Linked DNA regions of Sus scrofa: regions 2, 3 and 4 are each linked to region 1. A link is a contact called in public Hi-C data. All regions are on one chromosome and are shown on one strand. Each heading gives the region's core, a stretch centred on a gene start, on an enhancer-like site or on the middle of the called end of the contact. The rest is flanking DNA. Distances are from core to core; before and after follow the strand shown.

Region 1 (3,685 bases), core at 491-2,990:
TCAGAGGGAAATAAAATGTTCTAAAATAGATTGTAGTGATGGCTGCACAACTCTGACTACACTAGCAACCAATAAATTGTACACTTTGAGTGACTTGTATAACATGCATATTGTATCAATTTAAAAATCATAAGGAACAGTATTCTGTATTTTTTTTTAAAAAAACAACTCATATCGAATACAAAGGTCATTGAAAAGAAGCAAATATTTTACCGGCAGCTAAGTCAACCAAAAAAAGAGGAAGAAATAAATTGGGAGTTGTAAAAAGCTGTTGGAGCTGGACAATCTGAGGTGGCCTGTTCACCAGGGCTCCCTCTTCCGGGGAAGCACAGTATTACCACAGACAGCGAAGGGGGCAGATTAAGGGGACAAGACTTTAGGGAGTTCTGGCCCTAGGCCCAAAAGGAGCCCTCTACAAGATGACCTTAGTATGACCTTCATTTATTTGAATCGTCTCTTCCTCTTCATCAAGGACCTACTAACATACAGCAAGGAACAAGGAAAAGAACACTGAACTGAAAATGAGACGGAGGGGCAAAGTGCTTCTCAAATTCCTATCAGTAAAACTAGAAAACTGATCTATAAAACTGCATCCAGATCTAATATTGTGTGCTGGTAATTCTGATAATTTGCGTAAGTGCCCTCTAAATGTGGAGTTCTTATTTGCAAAGTGGACAGAGATTTATGTCCTGCCTCTCCCAGGGCTATTGTGAAGATCAGGCAGTGCAAATAGTTTCTATCAAAAATAAAATCGAATAAACTCTCAGGTATTATCATCAGTCCTATTAGGAAGTTTCCACTGTGGCCCAGTGATTAACACATCGGGTTTGTTTCTGTGGAGGCGCGGTTCCAGCCCCGGTCCAGAGCAGTTGTTAAGGATCCGGCTGTTACTGCAGCCGTGGCATAGGCTGCAGCTCTGGCTCAGATTAGATTCCTAGCCGGGTAACTTCCATATGCCTCTGTGTGGCCAAGAGAAAAAAAAATTAATCCTATTAACTCATACTCTTTTTTCGTCATTCTTTTAAAATAGCAATTATTTACTCCGCCCTCCATACAAATAAAAGGAACAAAACCTTTTGGATTTCAGAGGTCAGCAATAATGGAAGGAAACTTGGCAGCGAGTAAAGAATTCTGGATTCTAGGTCAAGATCATTCACCAAATCGCTGAGTGACCTTGAGCCTGCCATTTATCCACTCTAGACACAAGTTTTTCTGTGTGCAAAACGAGGTAGCTGCTCTGGGAGATAACCCTTGAGGCGCTTTCATTTCAAACGGTCGGGCTGGGTGATTACCCTGGACCGTGATTCAACCTCGAGGTCCAGGTCGCCGCGTGCCCTAAAACACTCCAGCCCTCACAAGCAGATCCTAACCGCGTCGCGCATGCGCCCGCTGCCCTCGACGTGCACGTCCCTTGCGCCCAGCGACCGCTTAGTTTAGTTCAAGGCCCCCAAAGGCCAATGGGATCAAAGTTGGAGGGCAGTGTCCGCGAGCTCCCTGTTAGTTTCACGGCCACAGCCTGAAAGGACACTCACTGACTCGCAGCAGGGCCACATAGATGAGGAAGTTCCGTATGGAAGAGATCACATCCTCACGCATCTTCCGTTTCATCTCCTCAGGGTCCAGCTTCGGCGCGAGGCCCTCGATCCGGAACATCGCGGCTCTGCCTCACCAATTCCAGTGGTCGCGCTCTGCAATTCTCAGCTTCCGTGTGGCGCCCGGAACTCGACCCAATCCCATTTCCTGTTCCCGCCCCTCGTTTTCGACTCCTGCGACGGGAGCCTGCGAAGGACAAAATTCATCCTTACATTGACTTGTTCTGAAGGAGGGCGGCCTGAAGGGGGCACACGCCATCTTAGCGACGCGCGACTCGGGTTCCTGCAGGCTCCTGTCTTGAGCCCCGCGCGTGGAGCGGCAAAGTGGTTTTGCGCCTCGGAGGGGGAGGTGCACTTAGGTACCATCTTAAATAATAATAGTTAGCATTTATTAAATACGCAGTACATTTCTACTCATGAATTCGATATTATTATTTTCATTTTCTAGATAAGAAAATTAAAGCACAGAGATCTTTAAAACAACTTGCCCAGATAGTGTTTAAAATACCTCAGGGGGAAAAAAAAGGGTTGGGAAAGAGAGATGAAAGGATATTAGCAAAATATTGAAAATAACTTAGGTGGTGATTAGTGTATCATTTCAGTTAATTATTCCAGTCTTTTATTATGAATAATTTTGAACTTTTTAATGATGAGCTAAAATAAAAAGACAAAGATGATGACATTTGCTCAAGGTACACAACTAGTCAATTCTGAGCAGGGTTGTGTACCTAGTTAGACCAGTAGGGTCCCAGACACATAGTTTTTAACATTTTACGTTTTATTATTGTCATCTCATTTTCAGTGTTAACTGATCATCACAAATTACAGTATTGGCCCAGTGATACAGTGTATATAAATCAAGTTTAGATCTGTTCAACATTCTACAGATAAGGACAGAGAGGTTTAGAAACCCAGTGTAATTCCTAAAGTCTTTCTACTAATGATGGGCAGAGGCAGGGTTCTAATGCAAATAATTATAATATTAAATTGAATTCTCTTTCCCCTGCACCCTTTTGTTCCTCTGTTAGTCTTTATTAGCTATTAGTGCCTGCTTGGATGGGCATCTCTGGAAGCAGAAGGTAGGAATTTAATGCAACCAGATTTCCTGTCACGGAATGATCAAAACAGTTGTTAGAAGGCTGCTGCCCCAAATTATGCATGCCAACTAGCCATATATAATTCTCAGACACGAACCAGATGACTGACTTGCTCACATAATTCAAGACCAGAATGCTCCTTCTAGACTGTACATTGCATAGCAACAATGGATTTTAGATAAATTTGAACAGTAATTTACTATGGAAGCAACAGATAACTCTTAAATCTTGCTCTTCCCCCCCCCCCAACCCCCTGCCTTCCTGATTGACAGAATGTAACACATTGAGTCAAGAAAGGGAACTCATTTGCTTATTCAGGCTTTAGTAACCTCTTGCATCTATAATTCATGCAGTGGAATAGCAGAGGCAGCCCTGGAGTGGGAGGGGCTGATTCCCAAGGAATGGCTCCATCTAACCCTTGGAGAGCGTTTAGAAAGCCTGCACTGATGGTGGAAAGCAGTGGGGGCTGCGGAAAGAACCTGAAAAAGGAGGTGGGGGGAATGAAAGTATGTTTCTTTAGTTAAAGGGAGGAGATACAATTTTTTTTTTGTCTTTGCTTTTTGGGGCTGCACCCTCAGCATATGGAAGTTCCTGGGCTAGGGATAGAATTGGAGCTATAGCTGCCAGCCTGTGCCACAGTCACAGTCACCGCAGACATGGGATCCAAGCCGTGTCTCCACAGCTCAGGGCAACACCAGATCCTTAATCCACTGAACGGGGCCAGGAATTGAACCCTCATCCTCATGGATACTAGCCATATTCGTTTCTGTTGCAGCACAACAGGAACTCCCAAAGGGAAGAGATGTAATTAAATGCGCTTGAGAGTCCCTTTCAGTTCTAACAGTCTGTGCATTTAAATTCTAAATGTGTTATCTAGGGCATTCTGGTCTGGAATGTATGGACATCAAAATATTATCAAATGTGGTGAGATATGGAAACAGCCTGTGTGTGTTTTCCATGGTAGGAAGAACATAACAATAAGGCACACCTCATCCA
Region 2 (3,685 bases), core at 561-3,060, 230 kb after region 1:
AAAAAAGAGGAGGAAAAAATGAATTTTATTTAACTTACTGAGAAAGTTGGTAACATTGGTGAATAAATCATGGTCAAGGTTTTGTAGACAAAAAAAATTTTAGCCATTGACCATAACTTGGGAATCAAGCAGAGGGCGTTTATTAAGTAATTGTTGCAGTTAGAAGTTATAGGCCGCTAAGGGACATTATTTGTTAATTATAAAACAGACACCTATCCCTTACATGGGGAATATCTTCAAAGGAGTAGCTGCCTTGATCTCTGAACACAGGATGCTTGCTTCTTTCTCATTTTTCAGTCAGCTCATGGAAAGGAGAGCTGAGTAACTACTAACGTTACTGGTTGGAGGACTTGCTAAATGATTAGCCCTCTTTGAATCTCATTCCTTTCCTCCAGAGATCCTTCGGACTATCCTAAACAGTCATCAAATGGGAGCTTTCTATAACTCAGTTCTTGATCAATGCCTAGAAGGGTTGTCAGTTCTTCTACCTTCCTCTTTTTGTACCTCAAGCTTCCCTTTACTGAAGATCCTCCTTCCCTCCCCAACAAACACCCCAGTTCCAGTCAATCTTTTTCTGAAAACGACTTCTATGTATTTATCTTCAACATAAGTGATGAATAGCCTTGCATCTGTTATGCCCTTCATGCCTTGCTTGGCAGATATAAACAGGATTTATCCTAGGCTCCACTGCTTGTGGGGTTAAGTTGATTCAGGTCTCCAGCTTCCCTCAGTGATTCCTGGATGGACAGGTGTTCCTTCCTGCAGAGAGTAAGGCTTTGACCTTGATAAAATCTTTTTTTTTCCCCCTCAGGTTCTATTATTTATTTATTTCCTTTTTCTTTTTAAGGGTGCACCTGTGGCTTATGGAACTTCCTAGGCTAGGGACTGAATCAGAGCTGCAGCTGGCAGCCTGTGCCATAACCAGGGCAACACCCCAGATCGGAGCCTCGCCTGTGGCCTACGCTGCAGCTTGCAGCAACTCCAAATCCTTAACCCATTGAGTGAGGCTAGGGATTGAACCCCATCCTCACAGACACTATGTCAGGTTCTTAACCTGCTAAGCCACAACTGGAACACCTATTATTTTTTAAAATTTAATTTTATTGGAGTATAGTTGACTTAAAATGTTGTACTAGTCTCAGGAGTACAGAAGTCTTAACCTATTAGATCAAGTACCTGGGAGTTGGGCAGATCTCCAGAGCACTAGTAGGCCCCGTTTTTCCGGCACTGTACAGACCACGGTTTTTTGTTTTGTTTTGTTTTTTGGATAATACTCGTGGCATGTGGAAGTTCCCAGGTCAAGGACTGAACAAGCCACAACAGTGACAACACCGGATCCCTGACCCACTGAACCACCAGGGAATGCCACAAACCAGAGCTTTTTAATGTAGACGTTAACCTGAGTCCCTAGAGTCCCAGGCTCAGTAGGTAGTACACCATGGCACCTAGAGTGTGTGATTAGCACATAATATGGTCCTCTTTTCCCTTCGCTGGTCTCAGTGTAAAGCAGGGATGTTTAATAAACAGTACATAAGCATACCCGGCCTCTTAGACTGACTAGTTTGACAACCTGTCATTGACAACAGCATACTCACAGTGTCGCACGCTGTGCCCAGATCTTAACGCTACCCCCATGCAGCCCAGGCCCTGGGCATCCTCAGCTGCGCGCACACAACAGATAGTCATTCCCGATCTCCAATGGCAGGTCGGCTGCACCCGCAGTGGCCAGGTGTTCCCACTTTCTTGGTCCCCGGCGGATGACCGCCGAGGGGCGGTGCGCGTTTCCCAGCCGGCAGAGTTAGGCAGCTGCACGCCGGAAGTGGCGGCAGGAGCGGGAGCGCTGAGGTGTCGGCCGGCAGGGCAGTGGCCCGGGGCGGGGGGCGCTGGTCATGTTTCCCTTCGGGCCGGGTAGCCCCGGAGGGGACGAGGCGGCCGGGGCCAGGGCTGAGGAGCCGGCACCGCACGGGAGGCAGGGGGCAGCCGCCGGCCCGCTCCCTTCCCCTCCCGCGCCCCCTCAGCCGGGGGCTGACGCCGCCCCTCCCCCATCGCCCTGCGGGAGCCCTCCCCGCCCGTGCGCCCCCTCGCTGCTCCCAGCCGGGCGCGCTGGGGAGCTCCGGCAGCCCGGAGCTCTAGAGTCCTCAGCCGCTTCCGCCCCGGGAGAGCCGTCACCGCCCTCCCCGCCCCGCCGGCGACCCGGGCCAGACTGCCGGGCTGGACGCCGGTACAGCCTCGGCGCCGTCCTGGGGGTTCCTGGCGCCCGGCTGTTCGGGTGGCTGAGAGAGCGCAGCCTGGGCCGCGGGCTGTTCGTGGACCCGGCGCGGGACAATTTCCGCACCATGACTAACCTCTATGGTTCCATCCATCCCGCGGACTCGGTATACCTCAGCACCCGCACCCACGGGGCGGTCTTCAATCTCGAGTACTCTCCCGACGGGTAAGCGCAGCCCCTCGGAGGGTGGAGGCCCGCCTCGCCTGGCGCGGCTGCAGGTGGGCCGCTGCCCGGGTCCCGCTGGCTCGACCCGAGCTGGGGTTTGGGAGTCCGTTTAGGGCAGCCGGCCTTCGTGCCTCTGGCTCTTTGTGAAGCGCTGTATCGCTTTTGAAGGCCTCATCCAGCCCCTGGAGGTAGGTGAGCCCGTGCTGTTTGCTCACCTTCAGGACCAGAGCTCTGTGAAGGAGTGGTGCCTAAAGCCCCTCATCACATCTGTCAGAGCCAGTCCAGAACTAGGGTTTTCTGGTGTACCATAGATGCTTGGTAAACACACTTTGGATAAATGCCCATTCTTTCCCTGTCACCCTACCTAGGCTTGTTTCTTTCCTATCTAAATAAGCTTGATCAAGGCTAAGGGAGTCTGCAGACTCCCTGTACCCTGTGCCTGACTTGCCCTGGGGAGACAAGTCCGGTTTTCTTCGTTCCTTTGCTCCAGTAAGATACTAAGACGCTGCAGAGAGGTGTTTTGTGGGGCATCTGTGAAGTTCTGAGGCTAGACCGCATGCTTCTGTTAAGGGTATACAGCCTTTTTCCTGGCTAATTAGATATTCCGTGTTTGGCCTTGGTTTACTTTGAGCTATAGGGAATTTTCAAAGTGATAAATATTTTTTAAATCGTTTTGTGAGTACGTGGACAAGTTCAACAGCAAACAAAGGGGAAAAAAATTCACACATTTCCACCATGAGAGAACATAGATAATACAACCTTTACCTGATCAAGTCTTCTGGATTCCTAATCATTTCCTTCTTTGTTCATTCATTCGTTCCCTCATGCAGCAAGTATTTATTGAGCACTCACTGTGTTCCACAGGCAGAGGTGGCATTGGTGAACAAACCAGTAAAGGCACCGCTTTCCTTGGACTTGGGACCTATTGATTCAACTAGATATTAATAAACATACTAAGAAATTTTATAATATATATATTTTTTAATTGAGGTGAAAGCTTGAAAGAACCTGTTGTGGACCAGGGTGTTCAGGGTTTCCTTAAGAAAGTGACACTCAACCAAGATTAAAAAAATGAGTAGATGAGTCAAGATAGTGTTGAGGAGGGGATAGAAATATTTCAGATAGAGGAACTGGTATGTCAAAGCACCTGTGGTTGGAGGGGCAGCATGTCATGTTAGAGAAGCTGAAAGATGATAGGTTAACAAAGTAGAAAATTGTGCCTGAAGAAAGACATAAAATATGCTAATAAAG
Region 3 (3,685 bases), core at 711-3,210, 190 kb before region 1:
GTGTCAATGTTTGAGGTATTTCAGAAACTGTCCCTGGGGTGGCCTAGTAGGGCAGAGAGCTGTGGGTAAGACATTTATTAATGCTTTACTCACAGGAGGGAGATGGCAGGGTGGAGCCCTGGCCAGGGATCCAGGTAGCCCAAGAGGCCACTTCTGGCCCCTCCAGCGACTTGCTGTATGGCCCCAAGCTGGAGATGTCACCTCTCTATGCCTGTCTCTCTTTTCTATCTGGGCCTCGAGGGAGCAGAATGGATTCAGATAAAAGCCACAGAGAAGAGACCACCCGCTAGGGCTTTTTCTTCTAGGTGCTCCCAAGCCTTGGAGCAAGTACCTGAACAGCCTCTGGCAGAGATGGAGCCAGCACAGCTGAGGGAGGCCTGGGGCCCTCCCACGTGTCCTGATCTTGCTTCAGCATCTGCATCTCTGACCAACTGCTATCCCCAGGTGTGGGTTTTCCTTGAATGTGTTACTATTTTTTTTTTTTTTGAGTGTGTTACTATTTATCAAACACCCATGACCTGTGTTACCTTGTGTGGTTAGGCCATTCAAGATAGCTGTTCTCTCTCTCATTTTTTTTCTTTTTTTCTTTTTCTTTTTAGCGCTGCACCTGTGGCATATGGAGGTTCCCAGGCTAGGTGTCCAATCAGAGCTACAGCTGCCAGCCTACACCACAGCCACGGCAACACAGGATCTGAGCCGTGTCTGCAACCTACCCCACAGCTCACAGCAACGCCGGATCCTTAACCCACTGAGTGAGGCCAGGGATTGAACCCGCAACCTCATGTTTCCTGGTCGGATTTGTTTATGCTGCACCACAACTGGAACTCCAGGGTGGCTGTTCTCTTGCTCTCTGTGTGGCCCCTGCTCAACCAGTTCCTGCTTCACTTACATGACTATCCAATCCTCTTAATTATAGGGCTTAATTAGCCCCTGGTAACTGATGAGCCCACCTGATGTCAGGCCCCCTGTAAATGGTTGCCTCCTTCTCCCTTAAGCAGCAAAAATTGCTGCCATGTCCTGCCTGCTGTCTGCTTGATGGGGCGTTGCTCCAGATCCCCTGTCTAATAAACCATTGATGTCTCTGTCTCTAGGCTCTTTCTTTGGTTTCAGGGCTGGACAACTACAAGGCTTGCAGGCCCGTGGGGTGCAGCCCAGCACACCTGCTGTTGTAAGCACTACACATTGTCATCCTCTCAACAAGCCAAGTGTTAGGTACCTACTATTATCCCCATTTTATGATGAGGAAGCTGAGGCATGCACAAATTTAACCACTTGTCCTTAGTGGGTGGCAGGGCTCAGTGCTTGCTGAATACCTAACATGACCCAGGACCCATGCAAACGTTGCTTGCACAACTGCTAGCTTCTTGTAGGGAACTGCACCAAGTGTTAAAGAGGTCTTTCGGGGATTCAGATGGCCCTGGGCCAGGCTCCTGTGTGTGCACAGTAGGCCGAACTCAGAGCCTAGTCTGCGTGTCCAAAGACCCCTGCCTAGAACAGTGTGACCATGGTGGAACAGAGAAGATGGTCAAGGCACTGACGCCCTGGGAATGGGGGTGGTCCCTGACTGCCTCCCCCTCAGGTGGCAGACTCTGACAGCTGTAGGCACCTTTACGGCATCCACACACGTTCACACAAGACTCTCCCCCGGATGCCCCTTTGCCGATACCAACCCCCAATCCATGGCCCGCAAGTCCTAAACCTCTGGGGCAGTGGGTACTCAGAGGTAGGTCCTGGAGCCAAGGGCCTGAGCCTGGGACGAGCCCCAGAACCAGTCTAGGTTTCAGGAAGTCTTGATCACACACACACACACACACACACACACACACACACACAAGGCGCACACTCGGAACCCTGTTTACCCCACACTTAGACACATTGCCACGTCCACTCCCAGTCTGCAGCACAACAATCCCACACGCCCCCACGTGCCCCCGCCCGCTCCAGGCCCGGCCCCGCCCCCCCGAGGCCCCGCCCCCTCCCGCCCCGCTTCCGGTCCGCGGGATCTGGGCCCAGAATCCGGCGGCTCCTGGGTGCATGAGGCGAGTGAGACTCATGAAGGTGTTTGTCACGCGCAGGATCCCCCCGGAGGGCAGCGCTACGCTCGCCCGCGCCGCAGAGTAAGAGGCTGGCGTCCCTGCCCCGCACCGCGCGCCGAGTCCTCTCCTGCCGGGCGCGCGGCCTGCGGGTGGTGGGAAGGGGCTGCGGAGCCCAGGGGAACTGTTCTGGGACCCGGGGCACTGCTCTGGGACTTTGGGCGCTCGGCACGCGGGGTGACTCAGCGTCTCCCGCGCCTCCCGAGGCCCGGGTTATTTTTGGTGGGGTGGACTGGACGGTCCTTGAGGTCAGAGAGCACCCGGGACCCTGCACTTGGGCCGTGGCCAGACTTTGCAACCTGTGCCCAGCTGGAACAGGTTGGAGTTTGGGGAAGCTTTACCTAGGCCTTTGCAGTGACTCTGAGACCTGCAGTTCCCCTGGCGCTTGCAGTGGGGGTGGGGGACAGGGTTGGATCCCTTCCCAGTCGTGGGCCTGGGGAGAGGAAGGTCCAGGCTGTTTGTTAATCCTTTACTCTCCGAGCTCATTTGGCCCTATCAGGGACCTTGGCAGTCCCTGGCCTGGTACCTTTGAACGGCTGTCAGGGGGCCTGTGGTGGTATGTTTTACATTGAGCCAGGCATGGGAGCCTCACTGGGTGCTTCAGGTACGTAAACTCTTAATCCTTCAACACTGTGAAGTCAGTGCTGTAATGCTCATCTTACAGATGTGAAAACTGGAAGAGATGAAGCACCTTGTCCAGAGTCACACAGCTCTGTACGAGGCACAGCTGGGATTTGAACGCAGCTTTTTCTTGTTGCTTTTTAGGGCCGCACCTTTGGCATATGGAGGTTCCCAGGCTAGAGGTTGAATCAGAGCTACAGCTGCTGGCCCACACCACTGCCACGGGAACGCCGGATCCGAGCCATGTCTGTGACCTACACCACAGCTCACAGCAATGCCGGATCCCTGACCCACTGAGCGAGGCCAGGGATCGAACCTGCATCCTCATGGATACTAGTCGGATTCATTTCCACTGTGCCACGAAGGAGACTCCTGAACTCAGCTCTTTCTACATTAGAAAGGTTTGCCCTGCCTGTGTCAAGCAGGGAGAAGGTGGAACCTAGCCTCAGAAACCAGCGCTAGGGGAAAATGAGATTTGTTTACTTCATTCAATACAATAAAACCTTTGCTGTGGATTTGCCATGTGCCAAGCATTGAGGAGGATGAGGAGAGGGCAAGAATAACAATGGCGCTAAGGGCAGCGATACCGCTGTGCCACTGTGGAAAAAGAGGGTGAAAGGAGGCCTGTGTCTGGGGCTTAGGCATGGAGGTGCTGCAGCAGGGCTTTCTGGGAAGTGCCAGTGGCTTTGTCTTGCACATAGAGATGCTTCATATGTGTTGGCTGCAGTGAATTAAATGTCAAGGGCCAGGAGGCTGGGCAGCACTGCCGGGAAATATGCCCAGTGCCCACCAGCCACCATGGAAGCTCTCCCTGAAACTCCGCTGTATTGAATTGCTTTGATCTTATCCAAGTACAAAGTCCAAGTTTCATGAACTCATAGGACAGGACATTCGACTGGACAGGGAATCCAAGCCCCATATGATGCAGTTACACCCCCCACCACCACCGCCACTGGTCTTCCCAACAACAG
Region 4 (3,685 bases), core at 416-2,915, 180 kb after region 1:
CAAGGATGTCAAGAAGTATTTACTGAGTAGCTACTGTGTGTCAAGTCCTGGCTTTAACAGATAGGAAGGTAAGCTTTTCTCAAGAAAGGAGAAAAATAACCCATTTGTTTATTCTACTGACAAATATTTATCGTGCAGTGGCACCAGGAATACAACCATCAACATGATAGATGTAGTCCCATCAAAGAACTTACAATTTCAGGGAATACACAGGAAAAAAAAAAAAAAAGATTACCGATAGATGAAAGTGAAATCAAGAAAATGAAGAGTGTTAGTATGGGGCTGGGATGAGCCAATTTTCCCTATAGGTGGTCAGTAAAGGCCTCTCTGAAGAGGCAAGGTTTAAGCTGAAGCCTAAAAGGTAAGAAGGAGGCAGTCACGGAAAAACAGGGAGGAAATGGAACAGTATCTGCAGAAGCTGTTGGTGTGTTTAAAGCATTTCAAGAAGACAGGTGCGACTGCAACACAGCAAGCTGGAAGAAGAGTGATAGATGAGGTTGGTGGGGCAGCCAGGAACCAAGCATGCAAAGCCTTGAGAAAGTTGGATTGCACATCCAAGTACCATGGGAATCCGCTGAGGAGTTTGAGGTAAGGGAGACAAATAATCATATGGTAAATGAATGGGCGCCCAAGGAGGGTGGGCAGTAATACCAGCTAGGAGGTCTTTTCTGTGAGGAAGTGGCTGTGAGCTCAAAGATGAAGAGACACAAAAGCAGTGGCAGGGAAGAAGGAAAGGTATTCTGCAAGACACACGGACTGGCAGGGGCGGTGGGAGCCGCTGAAGACCATTTGAGCCACTTAGCAAATCCTGCTGAGTGGGGAGCCAAGGCCAGTTTACAAACAGAGACATTAGAGGTGGGTTTCAGAAAAAAAGCTTTCTGGGGAGGAAAGCATAGTTAATTTCATTCAGTATTTTACAAGGTGCTCCAGTAGCAGATAAAGGATGGATTAAAGCACGGACTGGAAACCAGTGGGTAGGTGTTGGAGATGCTCTGTAAAGAAAAGGGGGAAAACTGTGAGGTCAAGGACAGATCCAGCAGGGCTTGGTTTCCCCAGGCAGGAGGTATTTCAGGCTCTTTCATAGTATGATCTCTCAAAAGGGTGAGACTCCTAGGACTGCAGGAATAAATGGAAGAGCAAATGGTAGTTTTTATCAGGGCAAGGTTTGGGCAAGTAACTTCAGCTCTCCGAGCAGTAGTTTCCCTGGGGATTTTGAGGAGAGATGGAGAAGGGAGAGTGGCCGGAGGCTAGGCTCAAGCCAGGAGACCTGTTATTATCCTGGACGGCCGGGTGGTGGTGAGGGGAGCTGTGTCAGCTCGTGGGCCTCGCTGCTTGTGGGGAAGCACAGAGAGCCCGGAGAAAAGCAAGGCTCCCACGATGAGAGCTGAGGGGTGGTTCAAGTCTGGTTTCAGCCCTTAAGAGCCACCGAAGGGGCTGGTCAACCTGCAGCAGCCCTGTGCAGTCGGCAAGCGACTGGGATTGTGGGCCCAGCTAGTAGGCTAGAAAACAGAGGCTCAGTGAGGCGCGGCAACCTTTCGGTGGGACGCAATTCATTTGTGCCACTATGGGGCTTGGGAGCCGACACCAAAGCCTCCACTCTGGGCCCTGCACACCTAGCTGCCAGGCTGAGAACTACAACTCCCAGAAGGCCATTCTCCAAGAGAACAGAACCGGAAGTGAAGTCGGAGGCGGGGCCTGAAGGCGCCGCTGCCTCTGCGTTAAGGTGAAGGGTTCAGGTATGCGTCGGGCTTGTTGCGGTAAGGGTGGGGGTCCGGCCTGGGGCTGCTTCTGTTTCGCGGGCAGGGCATTCGCCCGGAAAGCCAGGGCCTGCGCAGCAATCGTGTGACATTATTTTCTCTACCTTTCTTGGTACTTCCTTCCTGCTTTCCGTAGCCCTCGAAGCCTATGGGCCAGACGGGGCCTACACGCGGGGTACTGTTGAACCCAGAGTCAGGGTGTTCTAGTGCTGAAAGGTGCCAGAGGAGTGGAGCCGCCTTTAGTGGCTAAAACAGAATGAGAAGATGAGAGAAGCATGCAGAGTTTGGTCCATCACTTAGCGCCCAGGAATATGCTCATCAGGTGGGACTTGGGTTATAAAGTTGTGAGGCCTCTATCAACTTAGAGATAGAGGTGGAGTGGAGAATTTATTAATTTGGCAAGTCTTTATTGGTTGTCTGTTATGTATGACGCTCATTTCCAGGCATAGAGGATATAGTGAACAAAGCGAACAGAACACCTGCTGACATTATAGGCACGGGAAAGTTCAGGCAGAAAATTAAGTAAAATATGTGCCATGTTGGTTAGTGAAAATCTGAATTAAGTGAGGAAGATAATCATAAGTTATCTCCTGCCAACCACACACAGAAACTTGTTGCGCTATGCTTTTTTTGTTTTGTTTTTTGTTTGTTTGTTTTGTCTTTTTGCTATTTCTTTGGCTGCTCCCGCGGCATATGGAGGTTCCCAGGCTAGGGGTCTAATCAGAGCTGTGGCCGCCAGCCTACGCCAGAGCCACAGCATCGCAGGATCTGAGCCGCGTCTGCAACCTACACCACAGCTCACGGCAACGCCGGATCGTTAACCCACTGAGCAAGGGCAGGGACCGAACCCGCAACCTCATGGTTCCTAGTCGGATTCGTTAACCACTGCGCCACGACGGGAACTCCTGCGCTATGCTTTTAAAATCTTGGCATTTTGGAGTTCCCGTTGTGGTTCAGCAGAAATGATTATGACTAGGATCCATGAGGATTCAGGTTCGATCCCTGGCCTTGCTCAGTGGGTTAAGGATCTGGCATTGTGGTGAGCTGTGGTGTAGATGCAGCTTGGATCCAGTGTTGCTGTGGCTGTGGTGTAGACCAGTGGCTACGGCTCCAATTCGACCCCTAGCCTGGGAGCCTTCATATACCATGGATCCGACCCTAAAAAGACAAAAAAAACAAACAAAAAATTTTGGCATTTTGGAGTTCCCCTTGTGGTTAAGTCTCAGTGAGGATGTGAGTTTGAACCGTGGCCTGGCTCAGTGGGTTAAGGATCCTGCGGAGGGGCATAGATGGAAGATGCAGTTTGGATCTGGCTCTGCTATGGCTCTAATTTGACCCGTAACCTGGGAACTTACCTATGCCACAGCTCGGCCCTAAAAAAGAAAAAAAATCATGGTATTTTATTGTAAGTAAATTGTACCGCAGAAGAATTTAAAGGTCAAGGTAACTAACAGAAGAATTGAAAATAAAAGAGGTTAATGCAAGTTATTTGAATTTTAGTGTTGCACAGGGAAAGTTGATGAGTTAAGAAGTAATGGTGTAAGCATATGAGTTCAGGTTGAGGATTTCTGGTTAATTACCAGAAGAACTAAAAATATCTGGTTAACAAGGGTTTCCCCCTCTAAAGGTAGAAGCAGTAGAAGGAAGAATCTTTGCTTTTCATTATAAATAGGTCTTTTCAGTACCAGATCCATGGATATTTTGTAGATGTAGATATTTCATAGCTTTACTTTTTCAAAGATAGACATTTTCCTAAGATATTGGTAGCACCCTGGACTCAGGGAGTAGCCCCATGAGCAATGGTTACACCATTGTTATGATTATTTTCTTTAAGGCCGCACCCATGGCATATGGAGGTTCATGGGCCAGGGATTGAACCATGCCTCTGCAGCAACCTGAGTGGGGTTGCCACAGCAGAAACTTATTAT

What was found. A called contact is a pair of places that touch in the nucleus more often than the background predicts.
Region 2: a Hi-C map of liver shows a contact between it and region 1, with 10 times the contacts expected there. The contact joins the promoter of DCAF10 here to the promoter of TOMM5 in region 1. A contact is called at or near these places in 1 of 5 promoter capture datasets (liver), 4 of 47 Hi-C or Micro-C datasets (heart right ventricle, liver and skeletal muscle) and 2 of 2 datasets of contacts at active chromatin or transcription factors (alveolar macrophages and skeletal muscle).
Region 3: a Hi-C map of skeletal muscle shows a contact between it and region 1, with 5 times the contacts expected there. The contact joins the promoter of GRHPR here to the promoter of TOMM5 in region 1. A contact is called at or near these places in 3 of 47 Hi-C or Micro-C datasets (embryonic fibroblasts and skeletal muscle).
Region 4: a contact with region 1 is called in a Hi-C map of mesenteric adipose tissue, with 2.0 times the contacts expected there. The contact joins the promoter of TRMT10B here to the promoter of TOMM5 in region 1. A contact is called at or near these places in 1 of 5 promoter capture datasets (liver), 3 of 47 Hi-C or Micro-C datasets (brain, heart right ventricle and mesenteric adipose tissue) and 1 of 2 datasets of contacts at active chromatin or transcription factors (alveolar macrophages).

What each region holds. Positions count from the first base shown.
Region 1 is chr1:238,331,326-238,335,010 of Sscrofa11.1, forward strand. TOMM5 (mitochondrial import receptor subunit TOM5 homolog) reads right to left here and starts at 1,741. Exons shown (of 2, transcript XM_003122021.5): 1 at 1,533-1,741. The coding sequence starts at 1,653. It overlaps LOC102165621 (a long non-coding RNA gene), which reads left to right and starts at 1,860. Exons shown (of 3, transcript XR_301353.3): 1 at 1,860-1,951.
Region 2 is chr1:238,565,803-238,569,487 of Sscrofa11.1, forward strand. DCAF10 (DDB1- and CUL4-associated factor 10) reads left to right here and starts at 1,811. Exons shown (of 8, transcript XR_002336817.1): 1 at 1,811-2,434. It overlaps LOC102166243 (a long non-coding RNA gene), which reads right to left and starts at 1,748. Exons shown (of 3, transcript XR_001306523.2): 1 at 1,596-1,748.
Region 3 is chr1:238,137,804-238,141,488 of Sscrofa11.1, forward strand. It overlaps GRHPR (glyoxylate reductase/hydroxypyruvate reductase), which reads left to right and starts at 1,961. Exons shown (of 9, transcript XM_021066121.1): 1 at 1,961-2,117. The coding sequence starts at 2,035.
Region 4 is chr1:238,514,377-238,518,061 of Sscrofa11.1, forward strand. It overlaps TRMT10B (tRNA methyltransferase 10 homolog B), which reads left to right and starts at 1,666. Exons shown (of 9, transcript XM_001928975.4): 1 at 1,666-1,736.